Linked DNA regions of Mus musculus: regions 1, 2, 3, 4, 6 and 7 are each linked to region 5. The links are chromatin contacts, called in public HiCAR-type, HiChIP or PLAC-seq, Micro-C and promoter capture Hi-C maps. All regions are on one chromosome and are shown on one strand. The core of a region is the stretch at or near the end of the contact, and the rest is flanking DNA. Distances in the headings are between cores, read along the strand shown. Region 1 has its middle 68 kb from the start of Gm32357. Region 2 has its middle 13 kb from the start of Gm32357. Region 3 has its middle 39 kb from the start of Gm32357. Region 4 has its middle 170 kb from the start of Gm32357. Region 5 holds the start of Adamts1 (a disintegrin-like and metallopeptidase (reprolysin type) with thrombospondin type 1 motif, 1). Region 6 has its middle 97 kb from the start of Gm32357. Region 7 has its middle 140 kb from the start of Gm32357.

Region 1 (2,700 bases), core at 137-2,636, 500 kb after region 5:
CCCTCTAGTGTCTTTTATTATAATGACACTAATCCTTTAGGATTAACCTCTGCAATGAGTATTATAGCTTCAATTTATAGAATATAAGGGGGAGTAATTCAGCTCCTCACATCATATTATCTATCTTGGCACAGCACTTTTAAGTTTTTTGTATTCGGTTTGATGTTTAATCCTATCAGAATCTCTAAAACCATCCTAGGCTACTCAAACCCACATTACCTTCAGAAGGTCTTGTACATCTCAGAACTGTTTCCTTGGCACAAAGTGGAGAGTGTAGTTATATGTTAACTATCTGCTACATTCCATTCGGCCAACGCAGTGGACTAATTTTCCCATGTCTGTTTCACATGTGGGTTCCTGTTGAATGGGCCCTCTCTGTCTGCTTCCTAGGATTCTTTAACATTACTATGCCATCTACAAAAGCCAGAGAGGCCATTTCCTGAATACCTATCTACTTTCTATACTTTAAGAACCTCACAATGTAGGTTACCTGGATATGTTTCTGGTTACTGGAGAATAATTCTGTTAAATAACGAGGTTTAGTACTGTTGTATCTGTAGGTATCTGTTGCCTGGTTAATGCAATGCAATATAATGAGTTGCCTCATAGCCTACCCGCATATGATCCCACTATGATGGACGATATCCTTATTTCTTTAAGTTTATTTTGATGAATATTTTGTCACAATAGTAAGGAAAGTAATTAATTCAGGTAATTGGGAACAATAAGTTTGGATGTTAGAGTACAGGAGAGCAAAATGCCAAAAGAAAAATAGAAAGTGATATCTTGATTCCTACTTTCTCTATTCATTCATTCATGCATTCATTCATTTATTCATTCTGTCTAATCCAATATGTAGGTATTTAAGTCTCCTCTCCATCCCGTCCTCTCAGATCCCATATCACCTCTCCTCTCCCCCAGACCCAGTGTTCCTCCATTTCCCTTCAGAGAAGAACAGGCCTCCCTGTGGTATCAAACTTGGTACAATAAGATTCAATAATACTAGGGATATGCCCTCCTTCAAGGCTAGATGAAGTCCTACGGTGTGGCAAAAGAGTCAATGGCACTGCCCACTGCCATTGCTAGGAGTCCAACAAAACTCAAGGTAAATAACTACAGCATGTATGCAGAGGATATGGCGCAGACCCATGCAGGATCCGTGGGTGGCTGCTGCTTCAGTCTCTATGATCTCTGATGAGCACGGCTTAGTTGTTACTGATGGCAGTGTTCTGGTGTCCTGTACTCCTGGGTTTTCAAAGGGTCACAAGGGACTGTGTTTTCCAGTCCACAGATGAGGAGTCATTTTAGCAAGATACTGCACATACTGCATTCTCTCTGTGTCCTAAGAATCTGAGTCAGATTGAGGTCACAAGCATGAAGGAATTTAACAAAGTCTCAAGACCAAGGAATTCAGGCTATGTCGCAGTTGCTGTTCATTCACATCTTCTGCTCTACCATGAAAAAGAGCAGGAAGTGGAACAAAGAAGATGTGAGCATGTATCATTTGGTGGGAAGGAAGGAATCTAATTTGTAGCCAGACTGGAGAGACTGCAGACTGTTCTTGCTGAGGACTTGAGTTGGATGTTCAGCATTCAAGACAGGTGGCCCTCAACTGCCTTTAATTTCAACCTGTCTAGACAAATGGTAGAAATTTATGGCATGCAAGTAATGTTTGGATGCTAGGATACTATGTTTAATTTTTATCGTTAAGTTGGGAGGATATAGAATTAATTATTGGAGACTGAGTAAGGAGACAATATGGGAGGAAATGACATCTTTTTTTGTTTGTTTGTTTGTTTTTGTTTTTGTTTTTTGAGATGTGGTTTCTCTGTGCAGCCCTCGCTGTCCTGGAGCTCACTTTGTAGACTAGGCTGGCCTCAAACTCAGAAATCTGCCTGCCTCTGCCTCCCGAGTGCTGGGATTAAAGGCGTGTGCCACCAAGCCTGGCACTGGAAATGACATATTCTTAAACTTTAATTAAAAAAAAAAAACAATAAAAATAAACAAAGTAAACATAATCTGCCCCAGAAGAAAACAAATTCACAAACTAAGACTATTCATTCTTTGAAATCTGTGAAATTACAGTTCTCTTTCTTTCATGGCTCAACTACAATTATCTACTGATTTCCAGGGGTCTAGCTTTGGGCAGTGTTATTTTCTGCATCATGGACATAGAAATCCTCTTAAATCAGTTGTGTAAAAGATATGGGTATAAGGAGGAAATACCCAGGGAGCTGGGCGGATCTGCAACCCTATAGGTGGAACAACAATATGAACTAACCAGTACCACCACCACCCCCCTACCCCCCTCCTTGGAGCTCGTGTCTCTAGTTGCATATGTATCAGAAGATGGCCTGGTCGGCCATCAGTGGAAAGAGAGGCCCATTGGTCGTGCAAACTTTATATGCCTCAGTACAGGGGAACGCCAGGGCCAAGAGGTGGTAGTGGGTGGATGGGGCAGTGGGGGGGGGGGTGTGGGGGACTTTTGGGATAGCATTGGAAATGTAAATGAAATAAATACCCAATAATAAAAAATAAAAAAAATGAGATTATATTAGAAAAAAAGTTTAATGATGCTGTTGTGTACTTCTCTAAACATAGTTAAACTATTCATAAAAGAGAGAAACATTTTTACACTATTATCAACAGAAAACATTTAGAATACTTTTTTAGACATCAAAAAGAATTTTTTTTGAATTT
Region 2 (2,700 bases), core at 48-2,547, 420 kb after region 5:
CCCTGACTGTGACACCATGCAGAATCTTCATGTAAGTATACTGTCAAATGAGACCAAATCCTAGCATGAAATGGGGAGTTGGCATGAAGTCAAACTAACACATAGCCCAAGAGCTATTGGCAATTGATAGATTCTGAGAAAGGAGAGGTCAATTTTGCTTAATTTTACTCTCTCTAGTAAGGTAACCACATTCCAGCACAAGGCAGCGCATCTAAGAATATATGGGAAAAAGGAATTGTACTTGATGGAGAAAAAAATAAATAAAAGAAGACACGAAGTTGGCTATGTAGGGAAGGAGGAGTTTTGGATGTTGGAGAAATTGCCAAGGAAAAAATATGAGCAAAAAATTATTTTATAAAATTCTCAAAAAGCTAATAAAGCTGAGTTAAAGATAAAACCAAAAAAAGAAAGTGATGGTAGTGACATTGTGCTTAGTAGCTGTTTCCTTTTGAGTTGGACTTGACCACTGACATCTAGGTCAGAGCAGCATGGCAATTTACAGAATGACTGGCATATCGCCATTAATTCTTGGAGGAAGGATAAAAGATAAGGAAGCTTATGGAGTTTTAAAATATCCTCAGAAGGCTCCTTGGCTCCTCAAAATTTTGTAAGGGAAATCAATTGACCAGAATGGAATTTTTTAGTCATGTAGAATTCTATAAATGAACATACGGACTTCTAGGTGGTAGAGCTATATCTGAGTTTACCCATGCTTACACAAAACATTTTGTAAAAAAAACTATAATAACCATATTTGCTAAACTGGACTTCCAAAGAATCCATTCTTATATCTGTCATTTCATCTCTCACTTGAATGAGTCAATATTCCATATGTATCCCGGGAAAAGTCATTTGTCATAGTGAACAAACATGAAGTAAAATCTGCAAACATGGAGACCGATATAGGAACTAATCTGAGATGACTCTGAAGAGAAGAGAGACAGAAAGAAGGGAACAAGGTACAATGTTTGTCAGAATGTGTCCACCACTCAAGACCGTTACTTTGTTGTAGTTGTTGTTTGGTTAGTTAGGTTTTTGTCTTGTTTTTGTTTTCTGTTTGCTTGCTTCTTTTCAGAGAAGAAAAACTTTAAAGGTCTTAAGAGTGAGAGTGATTTGAAGTTACTAGACTTTAGGGGTTGAATAACGGATGTCATTGGGGTTTTACAAAAATAACTTTCTAAAGAACATTGGGAGAACAGCTGAGATTGAATAATGACCTGAATTTCTGCCAATCAGCAGGCTGATGAAACATTCCCCAGCCACGCTCAGCCTCCAGAGGACTGACACACTGAAAACACATGGTGAAACCGATCAGAGAATGAGAGTCTGACTAGGCAGGTGTGGTGCTAGAATGTGATGGGAAGGAATGAGATCCCAGAATAGAGTTCACATAAAATGACTGGCTTCATCAGGCATGGGTGTGAGTAAGAACCATTGATGAGGCCAGACAAGCAGCATCAGGATATTAAGGGATTGGGAGTTTTTATAAGTTTCTAACTGTACTCCATGTAACTAATAAAATAGCACAAGAGAAATTGCCTTAAAACATATCTATTTAAAGTGCTGGGTGTTTCCAAATATGTCCTGTTAATGTGTGACCTAAAAATATGTTTGTGCGTTGCTTATTGACTTGAATTCTTGGTAACCATATGTGCTTTTACATGCTTATGCTATCTTTCCATCTACAGCTATAGATTTAAAAATAAGTGCACTAGTTGGCTTTATATTGCTAGAATGAGAGGCACTGAAGATAATCGAGCTATATAAAGTAAAAGACTTATTTTGGCTCACAGACTTTAAAATTCCAAGTGTATATTCCAGTTGTTTTAGGCCCATGGTGAGATTATGTGATAATTAGAACAAAATTAATCTCTTTGTGGTGGGGAAGAAAACAAGAAGAGAAGAGGAGACTTGGGTTCCATGATTTCTTTCAGCATATGTCCCAAAAAGCCTACAAACTTCTTAGAAGGCTTCCATCTTTAAGCTTCACCCCCATTCAACAGTAGACCTTGGGAAACAGGCCTCTAAACTCATAGAATTTAAAGCATTTCATAAATAAACAACAGCACTATCTAATAGGCTATTTCACAAATCACTGACATTTTATGCCTTGGTGAAGAAAACTGTTATAATAATTTTTTGGTGTATCATAATTTGACTTAATTAAATCAAATACATAAGCTTCAAATATTTGACTAAATGTAATATGAGAGCTCATTTTTTAATAATTGAATATAGTGTGGAGAAACTTTTTTGCTGTTCTTTTCTTAGATAGTGAAAATTCTATCGTTAAAATAGAAAACTCATGATTTCAGCAAATTAAAGTGCGTAGTTTCAGTAACTGTACTTTTAATTTCCAATCAAGACAGTGGGACTTCCTGTTTCTCTGCCAGCTATCAGATTCAAAATGATATCTGGCTATCAGTCAAAATAACTAGGGTGGGTTTCAAGACTTTTGTGATGATATTTCATTTCCAGCACTACATGTTATTTCTCAACCTATGCCTTAGTTATTTATCTTGTTAGTGACTAGATAGGAAGCAATTTCATGGGGGAAGGGTTTTGGCTTATGGGAATACAGTCCACCATGGGGAAGATATTGTAGCAGGAGCTGCTGGCCAGTTGGCCATATGGCAGCCATATTCCACCAGCAGAGTTTAAAAAGGCTATGAGTCTAGCCCTATAAAATCTGAAGACTTG
Region 3 (2,704 bases), core at 161-2,660, 390 kb after region 5:
TTTTTTGTTTTGTAAAATCCGCATGTAACATGCTAGAAACTGTCACGATATTTTCCAACAAAGCGTAATTTTATGGTTTTCTTTCTCCGTTTCCCTCACACCTCCAGCTTCTCCTCCTGGAGCCTGTTCCTTCCTCAGACGCCTTTATCCTTCCATGTCTCACATGGTTTCTGGTGTATTCCCATCCCTATGTCATTATCTAACTTTATACACTCTCACTTTCTTGTCTAGTGTTTTTAGACTTTATCTACACTTGCAGCAAGCTACTTATATACATAAATACATTGTAGACTGTGTTGAACACATGAGGGAAAAGGTTTTCTCTGTATTTTGCGTGTTTTTTAAATTCTGTTTAAGGAGATTACTAGGATGATTATTATTATTATTATTATTATTATTATGTACCTTAATGGAAAACCTTCTCTTGAGTTTTAGCCCTGTTCTTAACACATTCAGAATGACTTGACATAGGAACATACATGTATGTATGCTGGAAGAAAGTTAACTGAATAACAGCCTTCCATCAGCGTGGTGTGTGTGTGGGGGGGGGTGTATATAATTCACACATTCAAGAGAAAAGTGAGAAAAATAGACAAACTCTGCCATTGTGTAATAAAAGTAAATGATTTAACAAAATAACTTATCAGAAAGGCAAAATGTACCGCGAATAATTCTAGAATTGGTCATATATTGTGAGGAGCAGGTGTGGCGGCAGTCCCAAGTTGGCGCCCAGGACTGCAGCTAAGTCTTATGACTTGCACCTGACTTCCTCATACACCTGAAAATAGCTAAGACCATCGTGAGAGCTGCACAGGTGCACCATGATGCTGGCGGTTTAAACAAGTCCATATTTGGTGGAGACATGCCCCTGCTGCCCTGATTGGCTGAAGCTGTGTGCCTGGTGAGGTGACGTGGCCTGCTGTGAGTGGATGGGGACTGAGAGTATATAAGAGCGAGAGGCCCGGGGTTTGGGGGAGAAAGATGAGAGAAAAAGTTGAAGAGAGAGAGAGAGAGAGATGAAGACGGAAGTTTGCTGAATAAACTGCTGTTAGAAGGACTGGTGGTCGTGTCGTTCTTGCTGGTCGAGAGCGGAAGCGACAATTGGTGGCCTGTATAGGGAACCGACTCCCCCACCAAGGAGTTCAGAACTTTCAGCAGTCAGTGGTTGCCAGCAGGGTAAGTTCACGGTAAGTGAAACTTAGGACCCCAGGAGTTTGGGAAGGACCTCGGATAAAATAGAGGCAAATATAAAGTTGCCAGGAAGCAGGCACAAAGTAAAAGTGAAACCATGGGGACAAGTTAAGGTTCCTGGCTTTGGGACAAGTTAAGGAACTCTGATAAGCTCAGTGTAGTGATCAATAGATCCTCGCTGTGTAGTTATGCTTTTTTCTCCCATTGACCCTTTGTGGGTAGGTCTGATAGTTTTGGTCTTGTTTGTTCTGATATATGGACGCTGTTACTGTTTGAATCGAGAGGCAGTCAAGGCAGGTCAGAAAATCCTTATAGAGCAACAAGAGAGTATGTCGGAAGAGGAGAAGGGCTTAAAAAGAAAAAAGAAAAAGAAAGGAGACACAGAGTTTTCAGGTGGACAGAAAGGACAAAATAAAAGCTGAGGTGGAGGAGGAAGGCGAATTAGCTTCTGCGCCCCCTCCCTATGCCTCCTCGGCAGCCGCATATAGAAGGACCTTCTGTCCGGAGGTTTGGAGAGAGGTTAGATTCTCCTTGCTGGGATGTCCTATTTTCACGGACCAAGCAGGGCAGAGATATCATGAGCCTCTAGATTTCAAAGTAATCAGGAATTTGGCTGAGTCCGTGCGGGTGTACTGCTTAACTGCCTCCTATATTGTGGCTCAAGTAGAGGCATTGAATAGACACTGCATGACGCTGTCAGACTGGGCAGGCTTGGTAAAGGCATGCCTTTCACCTGGGCAGTGTTTAGATTGGAAAGCCTTCCTTATTGAATTTACAAATAAACAGGCGGTGGCTAAAGTTGCTGCAGGAAATCCAGCATGGGATAGGGATATGCTGCTTGGTCAAGGTCGCTTTGCACAACAACAGACAGGATATCCAGTGCAGGTGTTTGAGCAGGTGAATCAGATTGCCATAAGGGTGTGGAAGTTATTGCCCACCGGTGTTGACGGTGTTGCAGAACTCCAGAGAGGCAATGAGGCGCTGAATCAGGTGAGAGAGGAGCGCTCTCAATTGGTTTGGGAGAGAGGGTCTGTTTGTGTGTTTCCCCAGGATCACTGACAACAGCTGTGGGTCCCAGAACGGCTGACCAGAGCAATTCAAAACAAGCAGAGCTGTGAGGACGTGGATGTTCCTGTGGCTGGGACTGCTTCTGCTAGTGAGAACTGAAGAGCTACATTGGGGAATTAGTCTGTGTTCCTGAGGCCCATGCCATTGACGCATTCAAGTGTTTCCTCAATTCTTTACATCTAATGCTTCACTACAATTGCCTTTTTTTCTATGCTGCATCAGCTAAAGGGATTGTTGTGTTTTCAGATGATTCAAAATATTTCACAGATGAGTGATTGTGTTCAGCTGTATCTACTAAAACTAATGCTACCTGGATTCGAGGGGTGTGAACTGCCAGTATCCAAGGGCAATGGCACTATACCTCCCAACCTAGATGGGCCCCCCTTCCTTTTTGTAGGAGTGTTCCTGATTCCCTTCCACCTTGGGCAGTGCCCCTTATATGTAT
Region 4 (2,700 bases), core at 30-2,529, 270 kb after region 5:
TGTGACCCAAGAGACCAGTGTTTCAATGCCACTGCTGCCCCTCAGAGCTCAGGGAAGTCAGGGGCTTCACTACAGCTTCTTAAGTTTCTTCACCTTATACTTAGAGAAATTTGCATTTGAATGTCCTTAGAATTGCCTGACTATAAAACTTGATTTTCCACTCATAAACATGTGAAATAAGTTCACTTCTGATAAATATCTCTCCTTATAGAAGGGAAATAAATTACTCTTGCTTTCAACATTGGTATGGTCTCTGGGTGATGGGAAATGGAGTTTCATGTTAAAATCACATCTGTCTGGAAACTGGGAAGGTGCTTCAGTGGATAAAGCATTTGCCTCATAGATCTCACACACACACACACACACACACACACACACACACACACACACACACACACACACACATTTAAAATACAGGTGTTTTAAATGCTATCCCCAAAGGTAAATGAAGAAAATATCTAATAAAAAATAAAAATAAAATAAAAAGGAAAAAATATAATACAGATGTTTTAAAATTTTAAATTACTGTAATTAAGTATTTATCATGATGGTAGTGAAGATGGGCATCTAATTTATAACTTGTTTAGTTACTGAGCTGCAACAATGCTGACACAGAGTGCTTAGTCTCTTCTGAAATTTATCTTACTCCATTCAGTCTCTGAAAGGACTGGCACCTCCCTCTGAGAGAAGCCAGAGGAACAGAGGAGAGAAAGATGAATATATGGACTATGATATATGTGCCATTATATCTGGGATTCATGTAGAGTTGATCCAGGGTTTCTGCATGGTGGAAGGCACCCTACAAAAAAGCTATGTTCCCAACCCTGATCTCTATAACATAGTATTGATAGGAAAAACATATATATTATGACATGTCTCTTAATCTTTGTGCACATTGATCTCTATCAATATTTTATTAGAAACAAAATTATTATCTGATACCTAAAGCAGTCATATAAATAATTGATAATTTTTTTCATTTCATTCAAGGCTCCCGAAGCCATTAATGAATGCAATTCAAATCTGTAACAAGTTTTACAGAAACCTATTAAAAACTCTTTTAAGACAATAAGCTGAAATATCATTGTTAGCCTATTTCTCAATGATATAAAGTATACATAGACACAATTGTTTTTCCAAGTGTGAGTTAAGGGAATATAAAAATGCTGTTCTTAACATAGTTTCATAATTTCTTGTCATGGGAGAAGACAGAGATAGTCACTGACATGGGAGGAGACAGGGTTAGTCAGTGACGTGGGAGGTGACAGGGCTGGTCAGTGACATGTGAAGAGACAGGGCTAGACAGTGACATTATTCCAAATTAAACCAAAGAGTGAGAAAGTCAGTGAAGAAAGCCATGTTGTAATTCTCTTTCAACCCTGCTGATCCAGGAGAGTGACTCTTCTCCTTATGTGTAATAAATTGGTTTGACAGGATTTGAAATATGATTAACTATCTTAAAATATGAATATTTGGGTAAAGGATACTCCTGGTTTCCAAGAAGATGCTTATTACTGACAAATTCCCACTGTCCATGGAAATCTCTTTAAAACAATAACATTAAGACTGTATTTTATACATTTCCAAGATTTGATTATATTTGTACAAGACCCATTCTGATGTGGCAAGAAATATAAAGTGATGACCTCTCTCTGCCAGTAGATTCAAGTGGCTGCCAAGAACACATTGGTGGGCTCACGGAGAGTGCTGTGCACAGTCCCCACCCAAACTGACTCATTCCTTGGTGAGGTTCACCGAGGGAGGAGAGGATCTGAGCATTTGGAGGGCTCTTGAAGGAAAACACGCTTTGAATGTGGACGCCTGCTGTCCTACTGACAATCTTGAACTGTAACAATTCTGTAATGTGTGCCTAAGACATCTTGAACTCATTATTAGGAAACATAAAAACTATGATTTCTGCTACATTTTCACTTATTTAGAAAATACGTGATTAACTATATAATGTATAACAGCCTTATAGCTATGTAGTTATATATAGCTATAACCTTATAGCTCTATAGCTTGTATATGTTTTATATATAAATCGTATACTATATAGCAGTGTTGTGTATATCCTGTTGATTTTTTGAGCAATTTCTTTCAGTATCAAAAAGAGAAGACATCTATTTTAGTCTTGGGTACAAATGGTAATTCTTAAGGGATCTTTATGCTGTTAATTTCATATGTACTTAAGTCCCATATAGAAAGAAGGCATTTAGGGACAAGTGTGCAAATATTCTACCAATTTTGACTTTTCATCCCACTTCTTTCTCTTTCTGTCTCTCTGCCTCTCCTTTTTTAATCTCTCATTTTTATCTAAATTGCAAGGACTGTGCTGTTGTTCCCCAAGATTACTTCCCTGTGAGAAAAGCAGCATGAGAGAAATGAATTATTTCAATTCTGAGACATCTTGACAATCACTCCTCTGTAGCAGAGAGTCAGGGTGCCAGGGTGTTAATTACTTTGAATAATTATTTAAGTATATTAATACTTAGCAAAATAATGTTTCTTCTTGATTAAATTAATTGAGAATTATTTTTAGAGTAACTGCTATTCTCAAACACACATTCACACTTGACCGAAATAGGGTACAATACAGACCCTAAACACATCTCAGTGAACTTTCTAGCATCAAATAACTTGCATGAATACAAGAATAATAAAAATAAAAATAATTTTAAAAAAGAGTAACACCAATTT
Region 5 (2,700 bases), core at 95-2,594:
CTTTCTCTCTTTCTCAAATTATTAACTATTCGGGCAAATAAGTGTTCTAGCAGAGTATGGTCACACTTTTTTTGGGGGGGGGAGCGGGAAGGTCACGACCCAGAACTTCAATTCACTGCAAGTCTGAGTCATTCGCATTTAGAGGCGATCTGGAGTGTGACCCCAAGTCACGCCTCGTAAAGACTGAGAGATGGGGGTCACTCTTATACCTGATGGCTTTCCCGCGTCCTGAGGCGTGGGGTCCCGCACAGGCCACTGGTTCCGGGTGTTCTGGCTCTCGGGTCGCGAGTCGCTGGTTGGCAGGGTCTCGTCGTCCATGACGCCGCACTTGGCGCCGCCACTGCCCCGCCGCCTTCGCCTCAGGATGTGGAACTGCGGCCGTGCGGATGACTCCTCCTCGGGCACGGCAGGGGCCAGGCGCTCGGTGGCCACTCCAGGCGCTGGCTGAATGAAGAACTCCTCTCCTTGTAGGTAGAAGGCACCACGCACACCTTCACAGAGGCTGAGGGCTGCGGCAGAGCCGGGATCACCGTTCACCGTGCCAGAGTAGAAGCAGTGAGCCAGGTCCCCGGTGGGGTCCAGATGTTGTGCCTCGGACCCGGGACTGCGCCCCACAGTCTGCAGGGTGAAGCCAGGCGCCAAGAAACCGCTGTCCGGCTGCAACTTCAGATGTAGCTGCTGGCCAAAGGCGTCCAGACGAAGGCGTGTGGTGGTGGAATCGTGGCCCGGGGCGCGCTCCAGCGAGGGCAGGACCAGCTCCTCATCTTCCTCCGTGGGGCGCCCGTGTGCGCCCCGCGCACATAGCAGCATTGTTATGGAAGCGAGGAGCAGCAACAGCATGTGTGCGGACAGAGAGCCCCGAGATCTCGCTGCCCGCTGGACGTCCCCCATGTCGGAGCAGGGCTTCTGCTTGCGTGACCCCAAAGGGACTTTTGGCTGCATGGCACCGCACCCTGCACCGCAGAGAACTCTTGGTCTGGATAGACGTTTAGACGCGTAGAGCTTCGCTGGCCTGCTCCTGATGCTTAAAATTCACGATCACTTTGATGGGAAAGTTCGTGCAGAGCTAGCACCCGAAGCTCCGGGTCACTTAGAAAGATTCTGCACTGGCGCGCGGGAATTTTTTCATTCCAGCACCGAGTTGGTGGCTCCGCACTGCTGGCTGCTGCAGGACCTAGAAGCGCCCCCGGAGCTGGGGAACAAGTCCAGAATAGGAGCCTGGACTCTTCGTCCTCCGCCTTGGCCCCGATTTGACTCGATCTGAGCAAGGATCTGCTCTCTCCGCCGGGCTGTGCGCTCTGGCCTTGCGATAGCACCTAGCTCGGAGCTGCTTTCTAGCGAGTGCAAGGACCAGGCAGCCCCGGCCGCCCCTTTATAGCCACATAGGAGCCCCTCCTTCCCCCAACACTGCGACACCGCCCCCTGAGCTCAGTCGGTGCTAAACCGAGCTCTGCGCCTCGGGGCCTGAAGGGGGAGGGGGCAGCCTCCGCCCTGGCCTCACGCCACAGCTCGTCACTCTGGGGGTGTAAGACGCCGAAACAGCGCTGGGACCAGCACTTTGTACAGCGCTGGCTGCTCTGGGGAAAAGAGTGAACCTTTAACTTCATCTCTCGGCTGCTGATTCCCGGACCACCCTGCTTCCTGTCGCCCTTCCTGTGCCCCGGCTGGGCTGCAGTTTCCAAGAAAGAGGGTCGAATTGAAAAGATTCCTCAACATTCCTTTTCTCCCCTAGTCAGAGCCTCTTCTGCCCCAAAGTGGGCTATTAGCTACAGCTGCCTTTTCTTAAAAAGCACCCTACTTTTCCGTCTCGTCTACGTTTCCATGGGCACCATGGCTAAAGCGTCCTTCTCTTTACCCCAGCTTTTCTTGGGCAAAGTGTTGATTCTGCGCTTCTCAGGAAGAGAAAAGAAAGAGAGAGGAAGAGAGAGAGAGAGAGAGAGAGAGAGAGAGTGTGTGTGTGTGTGTGTGTGTGGTGGTGGTGGTGGTGGTTCATAGAGCACCTCTCCAACTCTGGATTCTAAAAATCCACGTGGAACGACCTTAACAGTTTCCTCAAGTCCTACCTAGAGACCTCTGGGGTGGGGGGTGGGGGTGGGGCGATGTGTGTGTGTGTGTGTGTGTGTGTGTGTGTGTGTGTATCTTGGCTTTTTCCAGAATAGTCTATCTGGAACCAGCTTTAGTTCCCTAGAGACAAAAAAAAAAAAAAAAAAAAAAAAAAAAGGGATTTCTGCTTTCTCTTCTTCATTGGAGAAGCAACTCCCTTCTAGTCTGCGTTCTTCCAAAATCTTAACAGCAGCTGCTGCAGGCCGCAGGCCAGGCGGACAGATGCATCTAAGATTCCCCACTTCAGTATCAAGTCCAAAGCGGCGGCGGGGGGGAACGGTGTGGGGGGAAGGAGGGTTGGGTGATGGGGTGGAAGGAAACCGAGTTCCCCTCCCCCCCCCTCCCCGCTTCCTACCGGGAAGGGAAAGGCAGCATCCGCGTTACGAAAGTCACAAAAGCTGAGCCCTTCCAACCCCGGCCCCTAAGAAAAAGTCGAGAGAGGCTCCTGAACTGAGAAAGAGGGAGGGGTTCTGTGACCCAGAGGAAGGAAATAGTTCACAATGCTCTCACTGGCGGAAAGGCATTAGGACAAGCTTGAGAACCACAGCCCAAGTCCTCAGGCAGACCCGCGCGCTCACACCAGCTAGCTCTTGCTCC
Region 6 (2,700 bases), core at 135-2,634, 340 kb after region 5:
GCCACAAACTGTCAGCAGTACCTGATGCAGAAAGAAGCAATCCTAGAAGATTCAGGCCTCCACCAAGGTTTGCGCTGTTATACTTTTCCTCTCCAGAACTGTGGACAAATATATTTATGCTGTTTTCTGCTATTTATCCTGTGACAAATTGCTGCTACATTTCAGGAAGCTAATAAGTCACCGAGCTTTGGCAATTCCTTGAATTATTTAATCTTATAGATGTTGCTAGTTTATTCATGAAACAACAAATTAATCTCATTCTTAACTTACCCTGCCCTAATTTTGTGAGATAAATGTTGAGGCTTTTGCCATTCTGTTTGTAAATGAACCCATCTTTTAGGGATAAGACAGAAGCTTGGCCTATTTAAATGAATAGTTAGACATGACTGGGAGATGTCAGAAAGTGATGTTCCAGGAAAATATCCAGAAAAAAGAAGACGGCTGAACCTTAGCTCTTCTTCAAAGGGGAAATGGGGAGGAGCTCTGTGAGCAATGAATAACTAATCATTTTGGACATTTTATCCCAACAATTTGAGTTGCAATTCAAGATATGTGTTTTTATGTCAAAAATTATTGTATCTTGTTTTGTCCTGTTTGTTGGTTTGTTGCTGTCCTTTGAAGGCTGCTCTTTTTCTGAAGAGAACCAGAGGACAAGTGGATCTGGGACAGAGGAGAAGTGAGTGGGGGCTGGGAACAGTGGGAGGAGGAGGAACTATGGTCAAGATATATTGTATTCAACTAAAAAAAAGTTTAACGTTTTTCAGATAGAAAACTCTAACTTACATTCAACATATTCCCATACACGATCCCATAGGAAGAATAACAATATCAATCAACTCAGATTTCCCAAAGCATCCAGAGTACCCATGGAGGTACCCATGGCTCCAGCTGCATGTGTAGCAGAATTGACTTGTCTGGCATCGATGGTAGGGGAGCCCCTGGGTCGTGTGTAGGCTTGATTTGTTGAGAGCTTTTGGTGCCACTTCTAGGAATTTGACATTTGTCACTGGGCTCAGACAAGGAAGTAGGCTCATATAAGAATATGAGAAACAATGATTGTGGGGCTTTGTTTGCTACTTTGCTTGTGTGATCCTTTTGCTTACTACTTTACTTAGTTACTATCTTGTGTGATATCCTTGTTTACTACTTTGTTTCATCACTTTGTCTTTGATCTAAGAACTGACCGTGTTCTGGATGGACCTAGAATGATATTAAAAGCAGGCTGGAGGGAAAGAAGGCTGCTTCAGCCTCAGCCCTGGCTGGAGTCAGGCTATCATTTTGTGTAACTGTTTTTTTTTCCTTTTCAATCCTCACTCCCTCGCCTGAGACTCTGCTGACTGACTCAGCTGGCTTGGTCACTGGATGATCCAACAGAGTGGAATGCTAGGGCACTGAGGCAGGGGTGGTGGCTGAGTGCTGAAGCACTCTCATAGAAGCAGAGGGAAGCGGGAGAGGATAGGGAGTTTGTAAAGGGGAAACTAGGAAGGGGGATAAAGTTGGAAATCTAAACAAAGAAAATAAAGAAAAATAAAATAAAATGCTTTGTAGAAGGACATGAACATCAAAGAGAATAAACCAAACAAAATTAAAATCCTGCCAAAATTTGTTTCAAATGACTCAAGGAGCCAGTGTTTGGAAGTTTGATATACAGGTTTCAGTACTGTCTTTGGCTTTTATCTAAAAATGATATGAAGCATCTGAAGGTAAAAATGTAATATGCTGGTTACTTACGAATATATAGTTTTATCTGCTCATTTAAAAATATTACTCAATTATTTTGTCTTTATAAATAGCTATGTTTATTATCTATTATCTAGCCACATGTACTTTTGTACTCGTGGATAGATTATGTCTTTCCTGGTTGATGGCTGTGGTTAATTTTTAAGTATATATTTTTGAAATTTTAATTACAAATTCTCCCTTCTAACTCCTTCCATGCACCCCTTTACTTGCTGTCAAATTCATGGCCTTTTTTTCTTTTCAATTGAATATAGAGGCCAGTTAAGAGCTAAGGAACTCTAGACCAGGATGAATTCAAGCAAAGAGTATTGAGAAAACAATGCAAGATTATGAGTCATAAATATTACTGCACGCGTTGCAACTTTATCTCTTTGAAGCTATCTTACATGTCATGTAACATACCAGGAAAACAATTATCCCTGGATAAAGGGTTAATATTGCCTAGATATCAAGAGGAAAGAATATTAAAGAAGACCATGTACCAACAACCTTCAAAGCAATGCCCATCTGACATATCGCTGCCTTCTTAGGTAAAAACTAGACAACCTCTTTCACCTTTCAGTCATTTTATTGAGAACTTAATATCGTTTGCTGAGACTGTTTGCTTCATTCAAATAGTCGCATCCTGAAGAAACTGCTCATAGACCTCTCAGGGTTGGTTGATGTAATAACAGTCCACACTTCCATAAGATTCTGTACTCATAAGCTCTATTGGGGAGAGTGGCATTATCCCTTTTCTGTAGGACATACAGCTTTGAGCAGGTCTTCTAGAAGAATCGATTACAAAGGAAAGACACTTCAAAGGTCCATGGAGTGTGTGGAGGCTGTAAGTAACCGGATGACTTCTGTGACAGACAACACTGACAAGACTTACTCTGGTCCCACTTCTTCCTGTGAGGCAGGTGTCCATACTCCTTGAGAGAGGACGAGAGTCACAGAGTCTTCTATAAATAAAAAGAT
Region 7 (2,700 bases), core at 22-2,521, 290 kb after region 5:
ACAGGACTGAGAAAGAGCTGAAGGCAATTAACAGGATGGAATTTTGTTTCAGTCAGACAAAAACCATCTCTACTTCAGGGTAGACATTCAAAACATGGCATGTTCCCTCTTGACCTCTCTTCTGTATTAATGATGAATCCAAAAGAAAAAAAAAGAAAGAAAGAAAAAACAAAACAAAACAAAACCCAGGAACAAGAAAAAGGACACTCAATCTTTCTTGCTGTGATCAGACAGAGAGGCTAAAGGAAGGACGCCTCCTTTGTAGAGAAGATGAGCATAGTGCTCCACAGTTCTATTCTGTCCATGCTACCCTCAGGGACTACCTTAGAGACAAGTTGGAATTTGTCACTTTGGGCAGAGTGAATGTCACACTATAGAAAGGAAACAAAGATTCTCACAAGAGAACAAAGAAAGGTGAGTGACCCAAGGACTTGAGTTGAAAGTTATATTTTTGGAGTGATTTCTAAGGCATTTTAGAAAAGCTCTGGATAAAATAATTCATTTATTTCCTTTTTCTTCTGTGGTTGTCTGACTTCAGTGTATTTAAGGTTATGCAGAGCAGCTTAGTATAATACAACTGCTGACATTTCATTCAGGGAAGCAATTAGTTCCCATTAATTTTGCTGTTCAGAAATGACAAATCATAGGTATTGGGGGGTTGTTTATGTATGTGTTGCAAACAAATATTTGTTTGTTTGCATGAGTATGTATTGTGTGTGCCTGCATGTGTGTGTGTGTGTGTGTGTGTGTGTGTGTGTACATGTTAGTAAAATATGAGATTGACACTTTGGGATATTTTCCTTAACATACATACACACACACACACACACACACACACACACACACACACACACACACACACACACACATATATATCACAATTTCTTACTGAAACTGAATCTCACGAATTCAGCTAAATTTATAGTCAATGAACTCCATAGACCTAGCTGTCACTATCTCCCAGTGATGTCATTACAGACATGTGCTACCATGTCAGGCTATGAGTCCTAGAGCTCTAAATTCAGTATCCCACCCAGCCTACAATGACATTATGAGAAACTCTGCTGTCTTTCTCTGTTTGCCCCTGCTCTGTGACTTGCCCAGGAGAGACAAACAACGGTCTATTCACTGCACACAGAACACTGACAATAGGTCAAGGAAATGATTCCAGTAAAGGCTAAATTGATGATCCAGTGAGTTTACTGGGCTTACTGGCAAGAATGTGGGTGTGGGGTTACTTACAAAAGCATAAGTGACTCAAGGTCCACTGCATTCCTGAAAAGCCCAGGTCAGCATGGTGATGAGTCATTGAAGCTACATCTCTGGAGTTTCCTATCCAGTCTCTCCCTTCCAGAGATAGCTACTACATTTATAGCCAATGGGCGGTGCTTTGGGAATGTGGGACTTCCTAAGTTTCCTGGGTCTTGTAAGTTTCATTAGCATTCTGAAGCTTCTTTGATTCCCTCAATGAGAGAATGTTGCTGAGGAAATATATTTTTCTGGGATATCAATTTCATTGTACCTCAGAGAGAAATTGAAGCTATAGGAGTAAAGGCGCCTCAAATAAATAAATCTCCATTTATCCCATCTTTTTGAAGCACTGTCTTTTAGTGAATTTTTGACATTTAAATTATATTTTGTTTTGTTTTGTTTTATTTCTATCTCTTTCAATAGAATCCTCCATTTTTTTCAGAGATCACTAAATGTGTAAAAATATTCTAGTATTCAGTGTGTTTTGCTATTACCCAGCTATTCAATGTTGAATATACAAGTTCAGTTTTTTCCATTTATTCCTTTAATCCTTTTCTCTAAGTGATCTCATTCTTTTACGTAAATACAGGCATGATATGTTTGCCAAAAATTCCCAAATGTATGACATTTGTTTGACTTTGTTTTTTAGCTTTGTATCTGTATATTACAACGATTTTTGTGCTTCTGGTTACCATATCTATGGAACAAATACTGGTAGCCTACAGGATGAAAGTCTTTATTTTTGTTTATAATTGTATTACTCCCATATATTTCAAAAGGGCAATACAGCATTATGCCTATTTTATCTTTTATTAATTCTTATCATTATCTACTTATTTTCTTTGATTTTGGTGAATGATCTTACAAAAATAAAATTTGCTTAGATCATTTTCAATATTTTTGCTTTACAAAGAAGTCATGGGGCTGGAAAAATGGCTCAGTGCCCTTATTGCCAAACCTGATGACTTGTGTTCAGATTCTAGGGCTTAAATCATTGAAAGTGAAAATTAAATTCCTTAAGTTGTCCTCTGTCTTCACACTCATGATGCAGTATGAATGTTTATGAATGAGTGTGTGTATATATGCGTGTGTATGTCTAACAGAGAGAGAGAGAGAGAGAGAGAGAGAGAGAGAGAGAGAGAGAGAGAGAGAGAGGGCATTATGAAAAGGGATTTATTTTAAGTTGACTTATATGGTAGTAGCTGTATATTTCAATAATATCAGTCTGATCTCTGGATGAGGAGAGAATTCAATAGTGGCTCAGTCTAAAATTTTGAACACTTCAATTGTCACAAACCCAAATCTGGTATTGAATTGAGAAGTATTTCTGGAACCACTGGTATGAAGTCTATCTACATTGGAAAACAGAATGAGATGGAGTCCAGAGTCAGTTAAGGATCAGGGCAGCACAAATATCATGCACTCACTCAGCAGGTACAAGCAAGGCAA

What was found. Promoter capture Hi-C pulls out the DNA fragments that hold promoters and counts their contacts. Hi-C and Micro-C count contacts between places; a contact is called where the count stands out from the background. HiCAR-type assays count read pairs that join an accessible place to other places. HiChIP or PLAC-seq counts read pairs in DNA pulled down with a chosen protein or histone mark.
Region 1: a Micro-C map of brown adipocytes shows a contact between it and region 5, with 11 times the contacts expected there. The contact joins the enhancer-like site here to the promoter of Adamts1 in region 5. A contact is called at or near these places in 17 of 39 promoter capture datasets (the 3T3-L1 cell line, 3T3-L1-derived adipocytes, the HPC-7 cell line and 9 more), 4 of 15 datasets of contacts at CTCF or cohesin (hippocampal excitatory neurons, liver, pro-B cells and 1 more), 144 of 484 Hi-C or Micro-C datasets (the 3T3-L1 cell line, 3T3-L1-derived adipocytes, the AML12 cell line and 68 more), 33 of 115 datasets of contacts at active chromatin or transcription factors (the NIH/3T3 cell line, PVALB interneurons, astrocytes and 25 more) and 4 of 9 other capture datasets (adipose tissue, embryonic stem cells, liver and 1 more).
Region 2: a promoter capture Hi-C map of the 3T3-L1 cell line shows a contact between it and region 5, with 12 times the contacts expected there. The contact joins the enhancer-like site here to the promoter of Adamts1 in region 5. A contact is called at or near these places in 8 of 39 promoter capture datasets (the 3T3-L1 cell line, 3T3-L1-derived adipocytes, the HPC-7 cell line and 4 more), 8 of 484 Hi-C or Micro-C datasets (the 3T3-L1 cell line, Sertoli cells, adipose-derived mesenchymal stem cells and 5 more), 4 of 115 datasets of contacts at active chromatin or transcription factors (embryonic fibroblasts, embryonic stem cells, fibro-adipogenic progenitors and 1 more) and 1 of 9 other capture datasets (embryonic stem cells).
Region 3: a contact with region 5 is called in a promoter capture Hi-C map of liver, with 3 times the contacts expected there. The contact joins the enhancer-like site here to the promoter of Adamts1 in region 5. A contact is called at or near these places in 6 of 39 promoter capture datasets (embryonic stem cells, hippocampal neurons and liver), 3 of 484 Hi-C or Micro-C datasets (the HL-1 cell line, embryonic stem cells and liver) and 3 of 115 datasets of contacts at active chromatin or transcription factors (embryonic stem cells, epiblast stem cells and hepatocytes).
Region 4: a contact with region 5 is called in a HiCAR-type map of fibro-adipogenic progenitors, with 2.1 times the contacts expected there. The contact joins the enhancer-like site here to the promoter of Adamts1 in region 5. A contact is called at or near these places in 2 of 39 promoter capture datasets (embryonic stem cells and liver), 4 of 484 Hi-C or Micro-C datasets (the C2C12 cell line, the HL-1 cell line, embryonic fibroblasts and 1 more), 1 of 115 datasets of contacts at active chromatin or transcription factors (fibro-adipogenic progenitors) and 1 of 9 other capture datasets (pancreatic islet).
Region 6: a HiCAR-type map of fibro-adipogenic progenitors shows a contact between it and region 5, with 7 times the contacts expected there. The contact joins the enhancer-like site here to the promoter of Adamts1 in region 5. A contact is called at or near these places in 5 of 39 promoter capture datasets (the 3T3-L1 cell line, 3T3-L1-derived adipocytes, cranial neural crest and 2 more), 8 of 484 Hi-C or Micro-C datasets (the 3T3-L1 cell line, the G1E-ER4 cell line, adipose-derived mesenchymal stem cells and 5 more), 3 of 115 datasets of contacts at active chromatin or transcription factors (embryonic stem cells and fibro-adipogenic progenitors) and 1 of 9 other capture datasets (adipose tissue).
Region 7: an H3K4me3 HiChIP or PLAC-seq map of stem cell-derived neural progenitor cells shows a contact between it and region 5, with 20 read pairs. The contact joins the enhancer-like site here to the promoter of Adamts1 in region 5. A contact is called at or near these places in 4 of 39 promoter capture datasets (the 3T3-L1 cell line, the SN4741 cell line, embryonic stem cells and 1 more), 3 of 484 Hi-C or Micro-C datasets (embryonic fibroblasts, lens fibers and muscle stem cells), 5 of 115 datasets of contacts at active chromatin or transcription factors (the NIH/3T3 cell line, embryonic stem cells, epiblast stem cells and 2 more) and 1 of 9 other capture datasets (adipose tissue).

The regions. Positions count from the first base shown.
Region 1 is chr16:86,302,680-86,305,379 of GRCm38.p6, forward strand. No RefSeq gene overlaps it. Among named protein-coding and RNA genes, the nearest start is that of Gm32357, 68 kb to the left of the region's middle. Within about 2 kb of position 1,387, at least 32 of the 459 cell types and tissues checked have an H3K27ac peak or open chromatin away from gene starts, as enhancers often do. A contact at or near this core is called in the C2C12 cell line, the C3H10T1/2 cell line, the NIH/3T3 cell line and 7 more, where this site is marked.
Region 2 is chr16:86,221,919-86,224,618 of GRCm38.p6, forward strand. No RefSeq gene overlaps it. Among named protein-coding and RNA genes, the nearest start is that of Gm32357, 13 kb to the right of the region's middle. Within about 2 kb of position 1,298, at least 16 of the 459 cell types and tissues checked have an H3K27ac peak or open chromatin away from gene starts, as enhancers often do.
Region 3 is chr16:86,195,326-86,198,029 of GRCm38.p6, forward strand. No RefSeq gene overlaps it. Among named protein-coding and RNA genes, the nearest start is that of Gm32357, 39 kb to the right of the region's middle. Within about 2 kb of position 1,411, at least 4 of the 459 cell types and tissues checked have an H3K27ac peak or open chromatin away from gene starts, as enhancers often do. A contact at or near this core is called in hepatocytes and liver, where this site is marked.
Region 4 is chr16:86,068,367-86,071,066 of GRCm38.p6, forward strand. No RefSeq gene overlaps it. Among named protein-coding and RNA genes, the nearest start is that of Gm32357, 170 kb to the right of the region's middle. Within about 2 kb of position 1,280, at least 10 of the 459 cell types and tissues checked have an H3K27ac peak or open chromatin away from gene starts, as enhancers often do. A contact at or near this core is called in fibro-adipogenic progenitors, where this site is marked.
Region 5 is chr16:85,801,769-85,804,468 of GRCm38.p6, forward strand. Adamts1 (a disintegrin-like and metallopeptidase (reprolysin type) with thrombospondin type 1 motif, 1) reads right to left here and starts at 1,345. Exons shown (of 9, transcript NM_009621.5): 1 at 210-1,345. The coding sequence starts at 942.
Region 6 is chr16:86,137,012-86,139,711 of GRCm38.p6, forward strand. No RefSeq gene overlaps it. Among named protein-coding and RNA genes, the nearest start is that of Gm32357, 97 kb to the right of the region's middle. Within about 2 kb of position 1,385, at least 54 of the 459 cell types and tissues checked have an H3K27ac peak or open chromatin away from gene starts, as enhancers often do. A contact at or near this core is called in adipose tissue, adipose-derived mesenchymal stem cells, embryonic fibroblasts and 1 more, where this site is marked.
Region 7 is chr16:86,093,415-86,096,114 of GRCm38.p6, forward strand. No RefSeq gene overlaps it. Among named protein-coding and RNA genes, the nearest start is that of Gm32357, 140 kb to the right of the region's middle. Within about 2 kb of position 1,272, at least 45 of the 459 cell types and tissues checked have an H3K27ac peak or open chromatin away from gene starts, as enhancers often do. A contact at or near this core is called in the NIH/3T3 cell line, the SN4741 cell line, embryonic fibroblasts and 1 more, where this site is marked.